2 separate regions of the Canis lupus genome follow, and region 2 is linked to region 1. The links are chromatin contacts, called in public Hi-C maps. All regions are on one chromosome and are shown on one strand. The core of a region is the stretch at or near the end of the contact, and the rest is flanking DNA. Distances in the headings are between cores, read along the strand shown.

Region 1 (5,982 bases), core at 2,048-4,547:
GTGGTTGAGTGTCTGCCTTCAGCTCAGGGCGTGATCCCCGGGGTCCTGGAATCAAGTTCCACATCAGGTTCCCCACAGGGAGCCTGCTTCTCCCTCTGCCTGTGTCTCTGCCTCTGTGTCTCTCATGAATTTTTTTTAATAATAAATTTATTTTTTATTGGTGTTTAATTTGTCAACATACGGAATAACACCCAGTGCTCATCCCGTCAAGTGCCCCCCTCAGTGCCCGTCACCCATTCACCCCCACCTCCTGCCCACCTCCCCTTCCACCACCCCTAGTTTGTTTCCCAGAGTTAGGAGTCTTCATGTTCTGTCTCCCATTCTGATATTTCCTACCCACTTCTTCTCCCTTCCCTTCTATTCCCTTTCACTATTATTTATATTCCCCAAATGAATGAGAACATATAATGTTTGTCCTTCTCCGATTGACTTACTTCACTCAGCATAATACCCTCCAGTTCCATCCACGTTGAAGCAAATGGTGGGTATTTGTCATTTCTAATGGCTGAGGAATATTCCATTGTATACATAGACCACAGCTTCTTTATCCACTCATCTTTCGATGGACCCCGAGGCTCCTTCCACAGTTTGGCTATTGTGGACATTGCTGCTATAAACATCGGGGTGCAGGTGTCCCGGCGTTTCATTGCATCCGTATCTTTGGGGTAAATCCCCAGCAGTGCAATCGCTGGGTTGTAGGGCAGGTCTATTTTAAACTCTTTGAGGAACCTCCACACAGTTTTCCAGAGTGGCTGCACCATTTCACATTCCCACCAACAGTGTAAGAGGGTTCCCTTTTCTCCACATCCTCTCCAACATTTGTGGTTTCCTGCCTTGTTAATTTTCCCCATTCTCACTGGAGTGAGGTGGGATCTCATTGTGGTTTTGATTTGTATTTCCCTGATGGCAAGTGATGCAGAGCATTTTCTCATGTGCGTGTTGGCCATGTCTATGTCTTCCTCTGTGAGATTTCTCTTCATGTCTTTTGCCCATTTCATGATTGGATTGTTTGTTTCTTTGGTGTTGAGTTTAATAAGTTCTTTATAGAACTTGGAAACTAGCCCTTTATCTGATACGTCATTTACAAATATCTTCTCCCATTCTGTACGTTATCTTTTAGTTTTGTTGACTGTATCCTTTGCTGTGCAAAAGCTTCTTATCTCATGAATAAATAAATAAAATCTTAATAAATAAATAAAAATAAATAAATAAATAAATGTAAAAAAAAAAAAAAGTATTTCAAGTCAGTGAAATGTACCACACATGTAATCTACAGGTTGAGGAGAACTGTCAAGCCAAGACTAGGAATTTAGAAGCTAGGTAAGAAAAGATTGGCACATTTAAATATATAAAATATCCAGAGTATTTGTATTGCAGAAGATCCAATAAATAAAATCACAGGCAAATATCAGAGCTGGGAAAACGTAACTAACAGATTTTAAAAGAGATGGTATCTGCAACATACCAAATCCTCTTAATATTGTCAATAAGTTAATCCCACAGAAATGTAGGTAAAAGATACAAATAGACAAATCACTGAAGATCAGCACATTGAAATGGCCAAATGCATTTTCTAAATGCTCAAAATCACTAGTAGTCAGGGAAATGCAAATTAAAGTAACAATGAGATGCCATTTTATAACCATCAGACAGACAAATTAGTAAGAATTATCACACCAAGTGATGGTGGACTGGTGGGGATGTGATGGAAAGGGTGTTCTTACATACCATGACAGAAATGTGGAGTGTTATAGCTATTTAGGAAAGCAATTTAGCAATAATTATAAAAATTGAAATTACATTTACTATTCAACTCAGCAATTCTGCTGTTGAAAGTTATTTATCTCATAAAAATAAAAGCACCAATACATGAAGATACGTGTGTGTGTGTGTGTGTGTGTGTATCATCACTATTCAAAAAAAAAAAAAAAAGACAACAACCTGGAAACAACATAAATGCCCATCAGTAAGCAAACACCCAAAATATTATGGAATAGTCACAGCATAGAGTAGTAAGGAGAATGACCCAGAGCTGTATCAGTTGACTTAATTTTTTTACATAGTTTTGTTAGTGGACGAGTTAAAGAAAAGTATCTGACATAATATAAGGTAATATAATAATACAGAATCTAATAGAATGTAGACTATAACCTCATTTTATAAAACAACAATGGCAACTATAAGAGTACTATATTATAGCGAGAAAAATACAGAAGAACACACATTTACAACATTGCTTACTTAGGAAGGAAACATAGAAGTATGATGAAGGAGAGTAACCATCCACCCTGGTTTGCCTGCGACTCCGGGCTTTTCCAGGATGGGGGGTTTTCACTGCTAAGCCAGGGCCAACCTCAAGTAAACTGGGTAGGTCAACCTAGAGGTGCCAATTATAAGATGGAGTGGGGAAGGAATTCAAGCAAAAAAAGGTGAAAAAAGGGTATGACTGACATTATGTAATCATATATACATTCAGGTAAAATTCTGTATCTGGGTTGAAATTTGTAAATGTAAGTCTTGAAAATACTTATTTTCATAGTTTCTATAGGACTTAGGGAAAGATTGAAGTCCTGCTCATGGGCTTCTGGAATTCAGAGGAAGTTACTCTAAAGATAAAAGGGCTACAGTGTCTGGGTGGCTCGATCTGCTAAGCATCTGCCCTCAGTTCAGGTCATGATCCCAGGGTCCTGGGATTGATCCTTGATCCCTGTTCTTCCTTCCTCCTCTGCCACTTCCCCTCCTTGTGCTCGCTCATAAATAAATAAATAAATAAATAAATAAATAAATAAATAAATAAATGGCTAAAGGCAGCATAGATTAGCAATGAAATAAATATCATTTATTCGCTCATTGCAAAAGAGTTCATTAAACATCTATTCTCTGTGTTAATTTACCTATTACTAACACAACCCAGAGAAGGTAGCCAGGAAATGTATCAAATAAACAAGCAAATATCTGATCATAATTACAATAAATGTAATTATTATAATAATCACAACATATTATAACATATATACCAAATGATAGAATAACAAATGCTTTAGTAGAAGTAAAAACAGAAGCCTAGGAGAACACAGAAGAGGGGCCACTGGCTTTGCTGAGTGGAATCGTGGAGACATATCAGGAGAGGAATATTGAGGATTTGAAAAAACAAGTAAGAGTTTGCAAAATGGAGAAAGGACAAATGAAAATATAGAAAGCAAGAACACCCTGTGGAAGGCCAAGAGCCATGTAAAAGCAGAGCATATTTGGAAAAGAATAAGAAGTTTCCTGGGGTCCATGTTTGGGGCCAGAAGTCAAGGGAGGGGAGGCAAGAAGCTGAAACTCTGCAACTAGGGAGAGGGGAGGCCGTGGAAGGCCCTGTGCACCGTGCCAGGGAGTCCAAATTCGTTTGGAAGGCACTAGGGAGACAGAAAAAGTCTCACATTAGGGAAGAGACACCATCGGATTTCGTTTTTAGGAAGATAACACAAGCACCAAGGTGGCAAATTGACTTTACGTCAAATGCCAGTTCCAATTGATGGGTCATGAGAGCTTGAAGGACAACGTTAAGAAAGACTGTGCGATCACCCATGTCTGGGCTCAGCAGTGAAAGTGCCATGACCGATTAGCCTTGTCTACTATGGACATGGCAGCAGGGGAATGGTGACAAAGCTGCCACGCGTTTCCCCATGCTACATCTACCAGCCACACGGAGGGGGGACCGCGTGGAAGAGCGGGTGACTTGACTAATCTCTAGGAGGTCTGATGCCGTCTTTGACATCCCAGAGGTAGAGTGGAGGAACCAGATTCAGAAATCTCAGAGGTGAAATCGGTAGGACCCACTGAGGGAAGTCAGGAGTGGAGGCGACCCAGGCGCTAAGGTCATCTCTGGCTCATAAGCAAGCTTCAGACCAGGATGGCTTTATGATATTGGACTCAGCCCCACTTGGGTTTCCTCTACGCCTCATAGAACGCGCCATGACTAAGCAGTCCTGCGAGCTGCGGGGGCACATCCAACAATTCTTGCCACCAAATCACTTTCTGGTGTCTGGTCCTGGCTGCTTCTCCCAGCAGGCCTTGTGATTGATTCTCCAGAGCAGCTCTCAGAGGTTGAAAGTTCCTCCTAGAGCTGAAAACAGGAAGCAGCCTCCACTCACCTGGCCCAGGGGCCAGGAAGGCGTGTGTGTACACTGACACACCAGCAGTGTGCATTCCCATTATGTCAGCAGTGTTTACCATCACCGGGCACTTCCTGTGACAGAGGAGCATGGCTCAATCTCTTCACCAGCAGAGAGGAAATGACTAACCGCAGGAAATCATCCCTCCCCCCACCCCTAGCCCCCCAAAATGGAGATGCTCTGGGACTTTCACTAAAAATATCAAGACCATCTAAAAATACAGTCGGACAGCCCTGCTCTTGCCCCAGGAAATCCTGACCAAAGCTCATCTTACATCACCGCCAGCCCTTGTCAGAGTGGCCTCCCGGTGTCCCCCCCTACCTGTCCTCTTTGCTTGAAGCTCATTTGGAAATCAGTGTGCACCTGCCTTTCCCAACAGCAAGAGAGCAAAGAATGGCTGGCCCCACTTGCATCAACAGGCGCCTCCCCAAGGGACGAGCGGTCTTCCAAAACTCTTCCCCAAGCACCAGCACCCAAGTGGCTTCATTTCCTGTCTGGTTGACTTCCTCCAGACTCATTATGGTTTCAGTGTCATTTTCCAGAGCAGGAAAGAGAGTGCAGGAGCGTGGCCCTTAGCAGCCTGGAGTGGACATGCAGTGGCTGACCTGGAGGAGAGAGAGTCCCAATGAAGCCATTTGTTAGGAAACCAGTGACAGGCACTTAGAGTACTTGGTGAAGGTGGCGCTGTTGCTGCTGCTGGTTCCTGGGGCTCCGTTTGCTACAGATTCTTCCTCAAGCTAAGAAGTCACGGCTAATGTCATCATTTGCCTTGTGGGAGGGGAGAAGGAGGCTCCTGGAGGGCTGTGCTGATCCAGAGGCAGACTTGGGGGAGAAATGACTGAACCCCAGTCCAAGGGAGAGGGATGGGGGAAACGAGACATAATTTTTGATTCAGTCCTTGCCTCCTACACTAGGGGAAGGTTTCCCAGTGACTGAACGGAGTCGTTAGCTGTTCTTCCCAAACAAGGAGGCAGGAAAGTGTGGTCTGAGGACCCCCACTCCCGGGGCGCCTAGCAGCAGAGTGCTGGGTGAAGCCTTTGAAGTTGGGCTCCCAGGTGTGAACTCTGTTTCCACTACGTTCTGGGCAGAGCAGAGGACTTCAGCTCGGCAAGCCTCTGTCTCTCAGCTGCAAAACGGGGTTTGTTCTGAAGAAGGATGAAAACCAGGAATGAACGGTGCTCCCCCCCCCCCGGATTGGTTGGCTGCGCGGCTCCCCTGTGCTGCTGCGGGTTCTGCAGGACGCGGGGTGCAGCGATCCTGGGTGCCTGCTGGCCGGGAAGGGCTCTCAATTCATGAGCTGACACCTGAGGACGTGGGGCGTCACTGACAGCTCTCAGTCCCAAGCGCCAGAAAGAAGGGAAGCAGCAGGGCAGGCAAGAGCATCCGGGGGGAGGTGAAATGCATGGGGCCGGGCTGTGCCCTCAGGCCTCAGGCCCTTGGCTTGTGCTGTCCCGCAGGCTCAGGGAAGGGCTCGGGGGTCCCTGCAGCTTTGCAGGCAGATGGGCTCCAGCCATCTCCAGGGCCGCCAACAGCGGAGGGCCCTGGCCCTGTGTCTTCAGAGTGGCAACGGGAAAGGAATTAGGAACTCTCGGGAGGCCGCGTTGGAAACCAAGTGAGCCATGAATGAGGACAGTGATGACAGCCTAAGGCGAAGAGGTAGTCCCTGAATTGGTGGGTTCACATGCAACCTTTGAACTGAAGCCATTGTTGACTTTGGGGAGCCTCCTGCAACTGGGAGCCAGTTTGGTTCTCCTGAGCACCTCCCAATAAAAGCTTCCTGGCTCTGAGGAGACTCGTAGGCCTTGTCTGCCCTCCGTAGGCC
Region 2 (5,982 bases), core at 1,374-3,873, 470 kb after region 1:
TTGATTTCTGTGGTTGTTAGCAAGATAACTGTTCTTAGTGTACTCACAATTTCTTTGTGGTTGATCTGTTTTTTTCTTGTTGTTTTTAAATTCTTCTTTGTTTTGTTTTTCTTAAGGTTCATTGTGAAATGCATAGATATGGGTTTTTGTTTAAGTTTTTCGTGTTTGAGATTTGTTGTATATGAAGTTTGTGAGCTTTTGGTAGTTTTGGAAAACTTAGAGCAGTTATCTCTTTAAATATTTTATCTCGACGATTAATCTGTCTGAAACTTGGCCTAGATACCAGGTAGACTGTCTACCTGTCTTCCATGACTCTTAAATAAAATATTCTTGTATTTTGTACCTCTTTATTTCCATAGGCTCCATCTGGATTATTCCTTCAAATCTTATTTTCATTTTATAATATTTTTTTTCCTTCAGCAATGTCTAATGTTACATATTCATCCTATTTTTAATTTCAACTATTTCTTTCCTTTGTTTTGGAAAAGATCAGTTCTATCATTTTCTGGTTAATTATTCTTTGTTTTCAACGTTTTCTTATTTCTTTAACATATGAAAAACCGTTATTTTGCTTTCTTAGTTTTACCTTTCTGATAATTGCAATCTCTCTCAAGATTTGATTCTTTGGGTTCTGCAGGCTCAGTTTCATTCATCATGCTTTATAGGTTATTCTTTTTTTCCTTTTTTCTTATTTAAAGCTATATTCTTTAGAATTCTTTGGGAATTTTTGAGAATGTTTGTATGCCTTTTTTTTTTTTCCTTCCAGACGTTTGGGAGCACTACTATTCAGGATCATTTTAAATTTTCGTGTTCTTTTTTTTTAATAATTTAGGAAGGATGCATGTATTCAGATACAATTTCTCCCCCACCTTCCCTTTCACCTATGGGCAGTGTCAAGATAGCCAAAATCACTTGCTAATCTCTTACATGTGGGAGATTTCTCAACACTTTTGCAATGATAATATAATTTTTTTAAGTCCTAGTTTTTTGGGTTTTTTTTTTTTTTTTTTTTTTTTTTTGTATCTGCTGGGAATGTCCACTCTCAATTCTTTATCTTCAAATTCTCTAAGGGTTATATCCTTTCTCCTATATCCCATGCAAATGAATTATGTCAACATTAAGTAAGTTTTGTTGTACATGCTCAAAATAAAACCAGACCACAGTCCTTACTAATTTCCTGGGTCCCTCTTTTATTTTATTTTAGCCTGTATGGATTCCTTATTGCTTTTTATTTATAACTTTTAAATTTTAATTGAAAAATGTTATCTGGCTTTGTTATGTTTTTCATTTAGAGTTTCATTCATCTTACTAGAAGTTGAAGTTTCAACTTTTCATTAACAATTAAAAAAATCTATATAGCTCTTTTTATTTTTATTTTTTTTTTTTATTTTTTTATTTATTTATGATAGTTACAGAGAGAGAGAGAGAGGCAGAGACACAGGCAGAGGGAGAAGCAGGCTCCATGCACCGGGAGCCCGACGTGGGACTCGATCCCGGGTCTCCAGGATCGCGCCCTGGGCCAAAGGCAGGCGCCAAACCGCTGCGCCACCCAGGGATCCCTATATAGCTCTTTTTAAAGTACTTGTTAAGATTCTTTAAGGTCGGTTGCTAATTTATCTCATGATTGTATTACTCTAGTTCTTTGATTTAGAGGTTGCTTGGGTATATAAATTGACTTTATGAAAATCCTTGCAGCACATAATTTTAGGGAGGAAAAATGTCACAAATGAGAATTAGTGGCTATTGGAAAAAGACATCCACTGAGATTTAAGAGTCAAATTTGGGGTCTATTAATCTTGACAGAATAATTAGAAAGCTGTCATTTTCCAAGTGGATAGAAAAATGAATAGTCAGTAGGACATACAGGACACTCAGATCTCCTGAGGATTAGGATTATTTCTAAATTCATAAATTACTGCATGTGTATTATTTAAAAATAGAAACTCTTTTGGTAAATATATTTATAATCACAACTTCTCAACTCAGCCACCCTGCTTTGCTGTCTCAGCATATGACTAGGCTGCATACTGACCTTCCTGCAACCTTTAAATGAGTGCAGTGTGAGGTGCTGAATTCTAACCAATATGAGAAGCATGTTGGCATTTAGGGAACAGTGAGTGCTGACATCTTTCTAATCTACCTTCGAAACTTTTCATGAAATTTAAATGTTATCATCCCCAAGCAATAATTTAGACTGTATTTCTACATAGTAGAGCTTCATGAGCATTGGGTTAATGATTGATTAATGATACCTTACGTAGCATTTATAAGAATGGGACAACCTCAGAAGAAAAGAAAAAGTTTTTTAAAACATTATTATTTCTTATTCCTGAGAGTATATACTTAATATGATGTATTAAATGATCGTTGCTTTTTTTTTTTTTTCTCGCTGGCCTGAGTAACCCTCAATGTCTGGAGTTAAATGAATATATTATTTTCTATTATATTTTATAGAAAGGTAAGAAATCATCATTTAGTGTTTCTGAAAGTAGTATGGTTTCTCCTAATGGAGAGATTGAAAATTAGTGCATAAAAAATGACCTTATTTACCTTTCTAGTAACTGGTTAACATATAGTATTCTATAGGCACACATACTGTACATATGCCCACGCATATACACACACAACTTTTTATGAGCTGGCGCATATTAGTCCAGGTCTCAAATGGTAGTCAGTCATGTTAAACAACTTGAATGGTTTGTTTTGGCAAAACTCCAGTATTTGGCACTTGCAGATTTGCTAGTTGAAGCTTAGTTTATATTTTATCTCTGTATTGTGTTTCTCTGAAAACAGTATTTCATGTGAAATTTGGTGATACGTTATTCCTGTTTTGTTACTTTTTCTCTCTTGATTTTCCTACTAAATAAATATAAATGGGAAGGGACCCTACCATTGCTGAATTCATTCTTCCAGTAGAAAAGAAGTAATTGAAGCCATTGTGTTCCCTTGATATTTTGCAGAAAGTAAACCTTTCTGTGCTTTCTGGCACAGTGGAGATTTTCTTTTTACTGTAACTGGAACACATAAGCTTTTGAAAAGTGAACCTGGGCGAACAACTTTAATCAGTCAAAGTATGTAGCTGCACATACGATTAATGAAGTGAATATGATGAAAGCATGTAGAAGGCTGAGGAGGTTGCTGCATTTGGTAATCCTGGTTCAACAGGAAGTTGTTGACATAAGTGTGTGACAGGAGCTCATTGTATTTGCTTAATTCCAGTAGGTCATGCTGGGAGGTTTTCCCAGCACCGCTGACTACTATTTTTTTTTTTTTTTTTTGGTGTGTTACTCTTTATCTTCCATCATCTAAACAACCACTGACCAAATGCTGATGTGCAAGATGCCACCTGTGAATTGCATACTTTGTGAGCTAAGGCAAGGACTATGCTTAATGTATCTTGTATGGTTTTGCAGAATGTCTCTCAGTTCTCCACATGTGGTGTATGCTGTCTTTGTATTGGTAGCTTGATTCTTATGACTGTCTGGCAAATTGCACTGAGTGCTGTTCAAGGAATCATATTGTTACCATCTGGTGAAGTAAGAGAAGCAAGTGCAAAAGTACTATTGGTCCTCTCCTTTCTACACTAAGGAGTTTAATTAGGCTTGCATTTGGTTACTAGAATGTTTTTTTTTTTTTTCTTGTGGGAGTTTTCATTAGGGCAGGGAAAATGCTCCTAAAGGTCAGAAAAACTTGAGTAATGCAGAATTCCCAAATGGAATGTCAGTGATCTAAGCCATTAGAAGATGAAGCATAGTGATTTATTCTGGTCTATACCAGTGTGCTCCATTATTTCCCACTTATATTCATCTTGGTGAGACACGTGCTTTTCTTTCTCAGTCACCAATAATGATGAGGACAATATGTAAAATCTGCTTATGTGACACCGTTATTTGTAAGTTCTGGAAGAGTGTGGCAAGAGTAGTCATCTTCCCCCACCCCCTCCCAAGTCAAGTGGCTTTCCCTAAGGCTTTGGAAATAATAGATTTTCAGGAGAATAACAGAATATTAGATTCAATAGAATTTAACCTCTATCAGCATGAGTGGTAGGGAAACATATCAAGCAAGATTCTGAAATTGAAAAAGTCATACAAATTTTTATTCTAGCACTAACTTTATTTTTTTTTTTTAGCACTAACTTTAAAACAAGATTCCTTCCTTGATAGTTATCAATTTCACTATCAAACTGTATTTGAAATTGCACCTAAGTATTTTACACAGGTTAGGAACCTTAGTTCTGTCATTATTAATAAATGGGCATTTGCATTTATAAGCATATTTTCAGCTGGCCAGCATAATGATCTCAACGAAAACACAAGGGCCAAGTATTTGAACTATCTTTTTAGAGGTGGTTTTGATAGGGAAAACAGTGAGTATGAAATCATTTCAACTCCCACAGTGTGACATAAGGTGAGGTATTAGAAAGCAAAATGATAATAGTGTTTTGTAAGTAGCTGCTCTTTCACACATTCAGGAGAGGATTTAATTTTTTTTTAGGTTCTTGTAACAAGTTTTGCTTGGCAAAAGTTGCCATTTTGGTTTTTTTTTTTTTCAGTTGTGTATTAAGTTATTGCTCTTTGAAATTCTGGTGGAGTGCTGTGCTCTTTAATTTTCATAATTGCAATTATGCAAAATATTACATATGTAAGTATATTTAAGTATAGTAAGCAAGTTAAGGCTTGTTACAACTTCCTATGGTAATACATAAAGGTAGTTTTATAATAAAGCATATGATGATTGTGTATTGCCTTTTGTTCAATATTTTATCTGCCCATATTGAAGAAAGAAAATGGTCCTATGTTTTCTAGATACAAATTGCAGTATTGTGATAAACATTAAGCAAAAATTTTACCAGAGCTGATATTTAAAGACAGGGAAAAAAAATCCATATTATACAACAAGTGCTTTAAGCAGTGGATTTCTGGGGCTTAGTGCATTTCCCAGGAGACTAGGGCAGTGTGCCTTTGGTTGTGGTCTTAATGTGTTTGAGACAGGCAATAATTCTGCAGAAATGCAATGCTCCAGAGTGTCTTGTTTCTTAATTATAAAAGCTATTCTAATTATTCCATTTTAACTGCTAACTTCTTTAAGTTTTAAAGCCTCAATAACTCAGCTAAAATTTGTTTGAGATGGAATAGGGACTGTTGAATATTGTTGTCACTAATAAAATACGTAATAAAGGAGAACTCACCAGAATCTGATTTGATGTCTTAATAATAAAAGTTAACATGTTGAAGTTCTTTCAGGTCCTAAGACATTATATGGTATTTCTCACTTGCTCATCGTAATTCTTACCAGGCACTAATATCTCGGTGTTCTTTGGATTATTCAATTATCAAAATATGTAAGAGTTTACTAGAAAGGATTACTTGCTTTCTGCCCTTTGGCATTATTTTTGGTGTTCCATTTCCTTTCTAACAACTTTTTTTCTTTTTACTGTTACCATCATGGGCATCTAGTCACTTATCAAATTTAAGTATTACTATGTGCTAGGTGCAAATTGAACAAAGTATGTTTCCTAATTTTAAGAGTCTATGAGAGGGACAATTAAGTTCTTGACTATAGGACTATGCAATCATTATAGCAAAACAGAGGGAATTTTAGAATCACAAAAAGGGCGTCGCAGTTTGGGGAGTTGGGGAAGTTGTCTTAGTGGTTGTCGCATTTTGGATTGAGTTGGAAAAGACAATTTAGTGTTGGCTAGAAGAAGCTAGGACATGTGAAAGAGCTGGGACAGAATTCTAGGCAGGGTTAGGGTACGTGGGGCCAATGGTTCATCAAACTGTAGTCCTCATTTGGTCTTCATTCGGTGCCATGCTTGTGTTCCACACAGAGACAGACTCAAGGAGGCTGGAAATGAGAATCAGTATCAGAGCTTCTTATATATATATTCATCAAACTAAAGAACAAGCTACAACCTTAACAAATAATTAAATGAACAGTGAACTTTGGAGAGAAAGAAATAAAAACAGTTTGAAAAGATGG

The links. Hi-C and Micro-C count contacts between places; a contact is called where the count stands out from the background.
Region 2: a contact with region 1 is called in a Hi-C map of skin fibroblasts, with 2.2 times the contacts expected there. The contact joins two enhancer-like sites. A contact is called at or near these places in 2 of 9 Hi-C or Micro-C datasets (amygdala and skin fibroblasts).

The regions. Positions count from the first base shown.
Region 1 is chr37:12,918,769-12,924,750 of UU_Cfam_GSD_1.0, forward strand. No RefSeq gene overlaps it. Among named protein-coding and RNA genes, the nearest start is that of PARD3B, 190 kb to the right of the region's middle. Within about 2 kb of position 3,298, at least 3 of the 20 cell types and tissues checked have an H3K27ac peak or open chromatin away from gene starts, as enhancers often do.
Region 2 is chr37:13,388,063-13,394,044 of UU_Cfam_GSD_1.0, forward strand. The region is part of intron 2 of PARD3B (partitioning defective 3 homolog B); the gene reads left to right. Among named protein-coding and RNA genes, the nearest start is that of PARD3B, 280 kb to the left of the region's middle. Within about 2 kb of position 2,624, at least 2 of the 20 cell types and tissues checked have an H3K27ac peak or open chromatin away from gene starts, as enhancers often do.